2 separate regions of the Pelodiscus sinensis genome follow, and region 1 is linked to region 2. The links are chromatin contacts, called in public Hi-C maps. All regions are on one chromosome and are shown on one strand. The core of a region is the stretch at or near the end of the contact, and the rest is flanking DNA. Distances in the headings are between cores, read along the strand shown. Region 1 holds the start of TIMM9 (translocase of inner mitochondrial membrane 9). Region 2 holds the start of PSMA3 (proteasome 20S subunit alpha 3).

Region 1 (3,900 bases), core at 686-3,185, 160 kb before region 2:
CATCAAGCATTTAATATCTAGCACCTTTCTATTACTCTCTAAACTGACAGTAAATATTCTTTCTAATCTCAGTAGGGTTTGGTTGTCATACACTGGGAAATCTATTAATTCTGTCTCAGAACAAATTAATCTATCATTTTTAAAGAGACAGAGAAAGCTAACGCTTGAGATCTTTCCTCCAATACAGTGCTACAGAAGGACTTGCAACAGACTTGCAGAAGTACAGCAGTTACACATTTATACAAATGGCCGCATTTTAACATCCCCTAAAAACAGTATAGTGAATTGATATACATCTTTACAAAGAACATTCCTAATATAAATATGTCCATAAATGACATGCTAGGAAAATAATTTGATTAGACAAATTACCCCAGAGAAAAGGAGTTTGACCACATACTTTGTGTAATGCTGTTGGAAGCAGTGACAGTTGATCTATTCAGCTGAAATTTGTTTGCTGACAATGCTGGAGGAATATATGATGTTTTGTCTTTTATCAAAGCTGCACCATCTGCCTGGTAGGGAGAAGACACTTCACGAAGCTTCTTTACTGAAATTTTAACTCTTTTTTTACTGCAGTCAGTAGCTGCTGTCCAAGTGCCAGTGTGTTTTTCTTTTGTGTGGAGACTAGTGGAGCGGATAAGTACGTCGCCAGCTGTGACACTAGCCATAGAGTCCAGGCTGATACTGGAATTACTTTCCCCCTCCATGAAGAGCCCACAATGCAGCTTTCAACCCTCAATCAACCTATTAATGGAATTTAATAACATGATTATCAAATTAAAAGTGGCAGTTTATTCATGACCATGCATTTACAGTATTATGGATGGGGCACCCACATCACAATAACTAGGATTAAAGAAATAAGAACTGAGGTGGAGGAGAGCAGTGTGAGAGATATTTACCAGGCTGTCAGGCTCTGACAAATTACCACGCGATCTAAGCCAATATATGCAACTAGTTACCTCCTGCGTCTCAGCCCTCGCCGTTTTACTACGGGAGGGAGCAGGGACTATCTATCCCAACTGGCTCCGATATGCCTAAAGCCACCGTCATTTGGTGCAGCGCCAACCTGCAGCAATAGCGATAAAGTGAGAACAGGATGCAACTTACATGTTGAGAATTGGGACGCCCTTCTCCCCACGCCAGGGCGCAAATTCCCGCGCATGTCCCCCCCCAACTGCTCCCCCCCCCCCGCAGGCTCCCCTCCCACCCCCACTATCTCCTGCCAGGGCACAGGGTCACGCCCCCTCCCTCTCCTAACCCCCCCCCCCGGGCACAGAGTGCACAACCCCCCACGGCTCCCCCCACCAGCAGGGCACAGGCTCACTCCCTTTCTGCCCCTCACACCCACCGCTCTTTTCCCCCGGAAGCTGCAGCACACCCTCATTCAAACCCTTTCCCGCAGCCCCCGGAAATGCTGGTTACCAAGGTAACAACACCAGCTACATCGACAACGCCCGCCGCTTCCACCTCAGCGGCACCACCCCGCCCGATCCTTTCCCAGGCCGCACCGCGCGCCCATGCGCGACTGCAGGCTGCCAGGCACCGCTCCCCACCCCGCCCATCCAAACGCATGCGCGGTGGGATCCGCTCGCGCGAGACGCATGTCCACTGCGCATGCGTAAAGCCGCCTCTCACGGGAAGACTGTTCTCTAGCGCTACGTGGTCCCCCTTCCTTATTGTCCGCGATACAATCAACCGCCCTCCGCGTTAATGCTGTAAAAGCCGCCTATGTCTCAGCTCTGTACTCCGGGCGCAGCTTGTTCCGGAAAGGCCGCGCCTCCTTATTGTGGCCCCCCGAGGCACTTCCGGAGCAAGGGGGACACTTTACAGAGCGACACCCCCTTGCTCCACGGGACGAGGTAAATCTATCGGCGGACCCCTATGTGCCGATTCGTGTCCACGCGAAGGGCGGGGCAAAACGTAGCGAATTTACGGGGCGGAAGGAGGAGCTGAAGCTGCCGGTTCCCCACGTGTTCGGGGTGGTGGACAGGCGCTGAGTGTAGAGCGGGTGAGTAGCGGAGCGAGCCCCGATTCCCTAGGCGGGGGCGGGCCGTGAGCGCCCTGGGTGGGGCCCTGCACCCGGGCAGCCTCGGGACGCCAAGGTCAAGCGAATCCGCCTGGGTTCCCTCCCTGGGCCTGTGTGACCGGGGTGGGGGTGCCTCAGTTTCCCCTGTGTGGTGGGGCGGTGCTGCTGCTCCCTGGCTGGGGGCTAACTGTCAGGAGAGGCTGTGGGGAGCAGGACGCTGTTAGACCCGTTCCCTGCCGCCTCCTCGCGTGTTTCTAGCTCTGCCGAGACTCCCGGGGCCCGTCGCCTCGTGGTTGCAGCCCAGGTGCACGGTTCAGGGCTACTCAGGCTGTCGAGGGAACGGAGTGGCACGCCAGGGGATCTTGTACAGATTAGACTTTTCTGCCTGAAAAAGAAGACGCAACATGGAGACCTAAAAAGACTTTGCCGTTGCTAGCAATTTTATGTGGCAGATGCTCAGGTGCCACGGAGCGACCTGATTCCCTGAAATAGATTTAGCATTTTGAAGAATTGCTGTAAATATATCCATTGTCGTAGAGTAAGACCACTCCATCACTTAACATGACCTCCTGTATGTCATAGGCCACCTATAACACCCACACACTAAACTTGACCAAAATACTACAGCCCGTTGAAGATTAGACTGTTACATTCCATAGGCTAAAGACCCCCACAGTAGCGTGAGATATCATGAGATAAGCACAAGATAGCTGAAGAACTGTAAGAGCTTTGTGATAACCTACTGTGAAGGTCATTCACCCTATATAAATAGGATAGTAGCAGCATTGTTTTTAATATATTCTAAAGCCAGAAGAAATCACTGTGATCATGTAATTTGACCTTTCTCATAACAGCCCAGAGTATTTGTCCAAAGTACAGTATTGTATCTCATGGTTATTTATTTTATGATACTTTAATAATTTCCTAAAGAAGTTCATATATTTTATATGTCAGGAGTATGTGGGTGAGGTTCTGTTGCCTGCAGACTTTAATTCAAAGAGCTCTTAAAATAGGAAGATTTCAATCCTTAAGTATCTATAGCAAAAAAATCTGTCTCTGATATTAAGTCTCTATTTGACCAGGCATTGCTATGGCTTCATACAGCAGTTTTCACTAATATTTAGCTCATACTTTGTGATTTTCATCCATAGATTTCAAAGCAGAGAGAAAGTCAGAGTATTTTTGTCCCTATTTTACAGACAGGGAAAATGAGGCATTGGGAGGTAAAATCATTTATCAGTATCATCCACCAATGTAATGGCAGACCTAAAAATGGAACCCATGTCTCCATAGTACAGGTCCTGTGCGTTATCCACCAGGCCAGGGCTACTCAACTTTGAAAGCTCCAGGGACCACAATGATACTTCACAACACTTATTTGCAGTTATTGTTTAGGCTCTACACAATTACAACTGCGGTTGTAACCTACTTTCATGAGACTTATATGCAACAAATATGGTTGAGATGCATCCACTCAGAAGCTTTTTTCCCCAATGCAGTCATGTATGAATATAGTTTTTATGTAGGCACCACATTACATAACTGTTTATACCTTCTGAAGAAATCTGGCCGTATAGTAAACCAGGGTATCTGGAGGCCTAGAAAAGATACTATTAATATAATCTGCTCCAGGTAGGAAGTAAAAAAGTAGTGTGTGCATTGTTTGATGCTGGTTATTGTGCAACATTTGAAAGAGATGCAGGATTCAATAGTATGAAATAGTCCAGGGCTACTCAACATGCAGCCCATGGTGCGGTTTGGGTTCACACAGGACTCAACACGTGGCCTGCAGGTGGGATCCTTTGAATATGACCTCCACTGGGAACGTGCTCCACAATGGCAAGTCAATATAATGGTCTTCTGCTGAT
Region 2 (3,477 bases), core at 371-2,870:
TTGCTCTATAAATTAGGGATGTAAACTCCCATTTAAAATGTTAACTGGTTAAACTGTGTTTAATGGGTTAATCAGCCAGTGGTGCAGAAGGCGCAGTTGTTACCAGCTCAGCTAAGCCAGGCTAGGCCCTCACTTGCCATGTAGCACAGTGAACCCAGCCAGGCTGCTCTGTGCTTCAGACTGGGGGTCAGCCAGCTCTGATTGGGCCCCAGTTAACTGGTTACCCCAGTAAGTATACCGGTAAGGTGAATGTTTACTAGGTAACTAGTTAACCATGCATATCCCTAAGTTGAATGGCAAGTGCCCAGCCACTGCAGAGAATTCATCCCCAGGTCACTGACAACATGCACCTGAACTCAGAGAAGGGCATCCTGAATCTCTCCCTGCAGATGAGATGCCCCTTTTAAAAAACACAGCAGAGATTGGGGGAGTAGGTGTCATGGGGCAGAGAACATCCATACGCTGAGAAGAGTACATCAGTGGTCTGCGGCTGGACAGAGAACCCCATTCCCTCTTCCTAGAGCCCCAAATCCTTCCCACATACCCATTCACTTCACTTCCTATAGCCCCCCAGCTCCTCAGTTTTCAACTGGGGGGGGTCCATGAATCGTTTCAGGAGATCCACAAACCTGGTGGGGCTGAAGCCCTGAGCTCCAGCACCCTCTAACTCCAGGAGAAATGTTGAATTGTCGTATAACATATTTTGGGAACCTTAAAAGACAACAACCAAAAAACTGAGAGCCTATTGGTCTAGTGCCCCTAGAGCTTTCCGTTCAGGAAACAAATTGAGAAAATAGAAACGAGAAAATATAAGTGTCTGGTATTTTCTAAATAAGATGTAATGTAGATTGTGATGTAATGTCAAGTGTGTCCAGTATTTTTGTTGAAACCATCTGGCAACCCTACCCCAGCCCCTCCTTTCTCCTTGGCCCCTAGTGCCCCTTTCCCCATGGCCCCTAGGGCACCTCCCACCCAACCCCCCCTTTCCCCTTGGCCCCTAGTGCCCCTTCCCCCAGCCCCCCTTTCCCTCTAGTGCCCCTTCCCCCAGCCCCCCTTTCCCTCTAGTGCCCCTTTCCCCAGCCCCCCTTTCCTCCTAGTGCCCCTTCCCCCAGCCCCCCATTTCTCCTTGGCCCCGGTGCCCCTCCCCCCTTGGCCCCTAGTGCCCCTTCCCCCAGCCCCCCTTTCTCCATGGCCCCGGTGCCCCTCCCCCCTTGGCCCCTAGTGCCCCTCCCCCAAACCCCCTCCTCTTTCCTTGGCCCCTAGTGCCCCGCCCCCGCCTCGCGCTTACACTTTCGCTTTCCCAGTCGCGCGGGCCCAGGTGACTCAGCAGAGCGGCCCGGCGCACAACGGCCGCTCTGCCTCGCGCCCCGCGGGGGCGGGGGCGGGGGGGAGGAAGGCTCGCGCGCAGACTCCCCCTCCCCGCAAACTCTGTCAGCGGCGGGCCCGGCGAGCACGCGCACTCACCCCGGTGCCGATGGAGCTCATGGCGGCGGAGCCGTGCGGAGAACGAACGCCGGACAGACCCACAACACGCTGCGCTGAGTTCACGGGGCTGTGCGCGCGCCAGCGCGCGTTCCCATTGGTCCGCACAACAGCCAATCAGCTTCCACAGAAGGTTCCTTTGTGAACGTCAACGGGGCACTGACGCGAGGGCGCGGCCGGCCAGAGACTGTGACTCGAGAGGGGAGGAGTCTCGTAAGTGCGCCTCGAGATAATCAGTTCTACGCATGCTCCAGGCTACATTTCGAATAGCCCCTGGAGGAAGCTATTGTGCAACGCCCGGCTAGCTCAGTCGGTAGAGCATGGGACTCTTAATCCCAGGGTCGTGGGTTCGAGCCCCACGTTGGGCGATGATTTTGTTCTTCGACTGTTAGTGAGTATGGATGGCTTGTCTTGGTTCTTGTAATTTTACCCCAACAGCGATGGCAACAGCTCAGTTTGCGTGCGAAGGAGCCAGGTTCGGCCATACGCTTTGCAAAGCGAGACACAACCCCGCAGGGTGAACCTGGGGGGTGGAGGAAGTACCGTGCAGCGCTGCAGGGGCCTCTCTAGCCGGGCCCCTCTCCAAGGGTGGGGAACCCCCACTCAGCCCCTGCCTTCCCCTGTCTTCGTAAGGTCCTGCATTCACCAATCCCCTTGTGTTCCTGCACCCCATTCAGCCCCCTTCCTCCTATCAGCATATGTCCCTGCACCCCGCCTCTTCCCCCTCCTGCACCCCCCCTCCTCCCCCTCCATGTGCGCCTGCACCCCCACTCCTCCACCTCCTCCCCCTCCATGTGCGCCTGCACCCCCCCTCCTCCCCCTCCATGTGCGCCTGCACCCCCACTCCACCACCTCCGACCCCTCCATGTGCGCCTGCACCCCCACTCCACCACCTCCGACCCCTCCATGTGCGCCTGCACCCCCACTCCTCCACCTCCTCCCCCTCCATGTGCGCCTGCACCCCCACTCCACCACCTCCGACCCCTCCATGTGTCTGCACCCCCACTCCACCACCTCCCCCCGTGTGCCTGTACCCCCACTCCACCACCTCCTCCCCCTCCGTGTGCCTGCACCTCCCCTCCATGTCTGCACCCCCACTCCACCACCTCCGACCCCTCCGTGTGCCTGTAGCCCCACTCCACCACCTCCTCCCCGTGTGCCTGTACCCCCACTCCACCACCTCCTCCCCCTCCATGTGCCTGCACCTCCACTCCACCACTTCCCCTCCATGTGTCTGCACCCCCACTCCACCACCTCCTCCCCCCATGTGCCTGTACCCCCACTCCACCACCTCCTCCCCCCCTGTGTGCCTGTACCCCCACTCCACCACCTCCTCCCCCCGTGTGCCTGTACCCCCACTCCACCACCTCCTCCCCCGTGTGCCTGTACCCCCACTCCACCACCTCCTCCCGTGTGCCTGTACCCCCACTCCACCACCTCCCCCCCATGTGCCTGTACCCCCACTCCATCTCCTCCTTATGCCTGCCCCCACTCTCCACCAGCTGCTCCCCCACTCCACTATCTCCTCCTTGTGCCTGCCCCCCCTCCTTGTGCCTGCACCCCCACTCCACCACCTCCTCCCCCTCCATGTGTGCCTGCACCCCCCATGCAATGCTTCTACTCCAGCCTGGTTCTCTGCTAGCCCTTCTGAACTCCAGCTTAAGTGACTCCCCCAACGACCCCGTGTGCCCTGATTTCTCTCCTCCTTCCCCCCATATTCCCATAACTGTCTCCTCAGTGCGGCCAGGGTAAAGAAAGAAGCCTCTCCTCCCCCTCTGTAACTGGCTGCTCCTGCACATGCTCCAGCTGCCCTCTGTTCCAGCATGATACTGCTCCCTGGTGGGCAGAAGTAATTGCAGTGTATCGCTGGCAAAATGTATTTTCTGCAGGGAACGCAAATTCTGCAGTGGTGCGTAATTTCTCCAGGAGTGATATCTGAGAGCCCCATGTGAGGGTGTATTTGTTCAGGGGCCCAATCCTACAAACTGGCAGGTG

The links. A called contact is a pair of places that touch in the nucleus more often than the background predicts.
Region 1: a Hi-C map of liver shows a contact between it and region 2, with 5 times the contacts expected there. The contact joins the promoter of TIMM9 here to the promoter of PSMA3 in region 2. A contact is called at or near these places in 2 of 5 Hi-C or Micro-C datasets (blood and liver).

The regions. Positions count from the first base shown.
Region 1 is chr4:11,499,996-11,503,895 of ASM4963464v1, reverse strand. It overlaps TIMM9 (translocase of inner mitochondrial membrane 9), which reads left to right and starts at 1,935. Exons shown (of 5, transcript XM_006135249.4): 1 at 1,935-2,014. KIAA0586 (KIAA0586 ortholog) reads right to left here and starts at 1,889. Exons shown (of 31, transcript XM_075926308.1): 1 at 1,355-1,889; 2 at 966-1,072; 3 at 401-747. The coding sequence starts at 710.
Region 2 is chr4:11,341,729-11,345,205 of ASM4963464v1, reverse strand. PSMA3 (proteasome 20S subunit alpha 3) reads right to left here and starts at 1,620. Exons shown (of 11, transcript XM_006135244.4): 1 at 1,465-1,620. The coding sequence starts at 1,485. ARMH4 (armadillo like helical domain containing 4) reads left to right here and starts at 1,711. Exons shown (of 8, transcript XM_075926317.1): 1 at 1,711-1,873. It overlaps TRNAK-CUU (transfer RNA lysine (anticodon CUU)), which reads left to right and starts at 1,778; the gene lies at 1,778-1,850.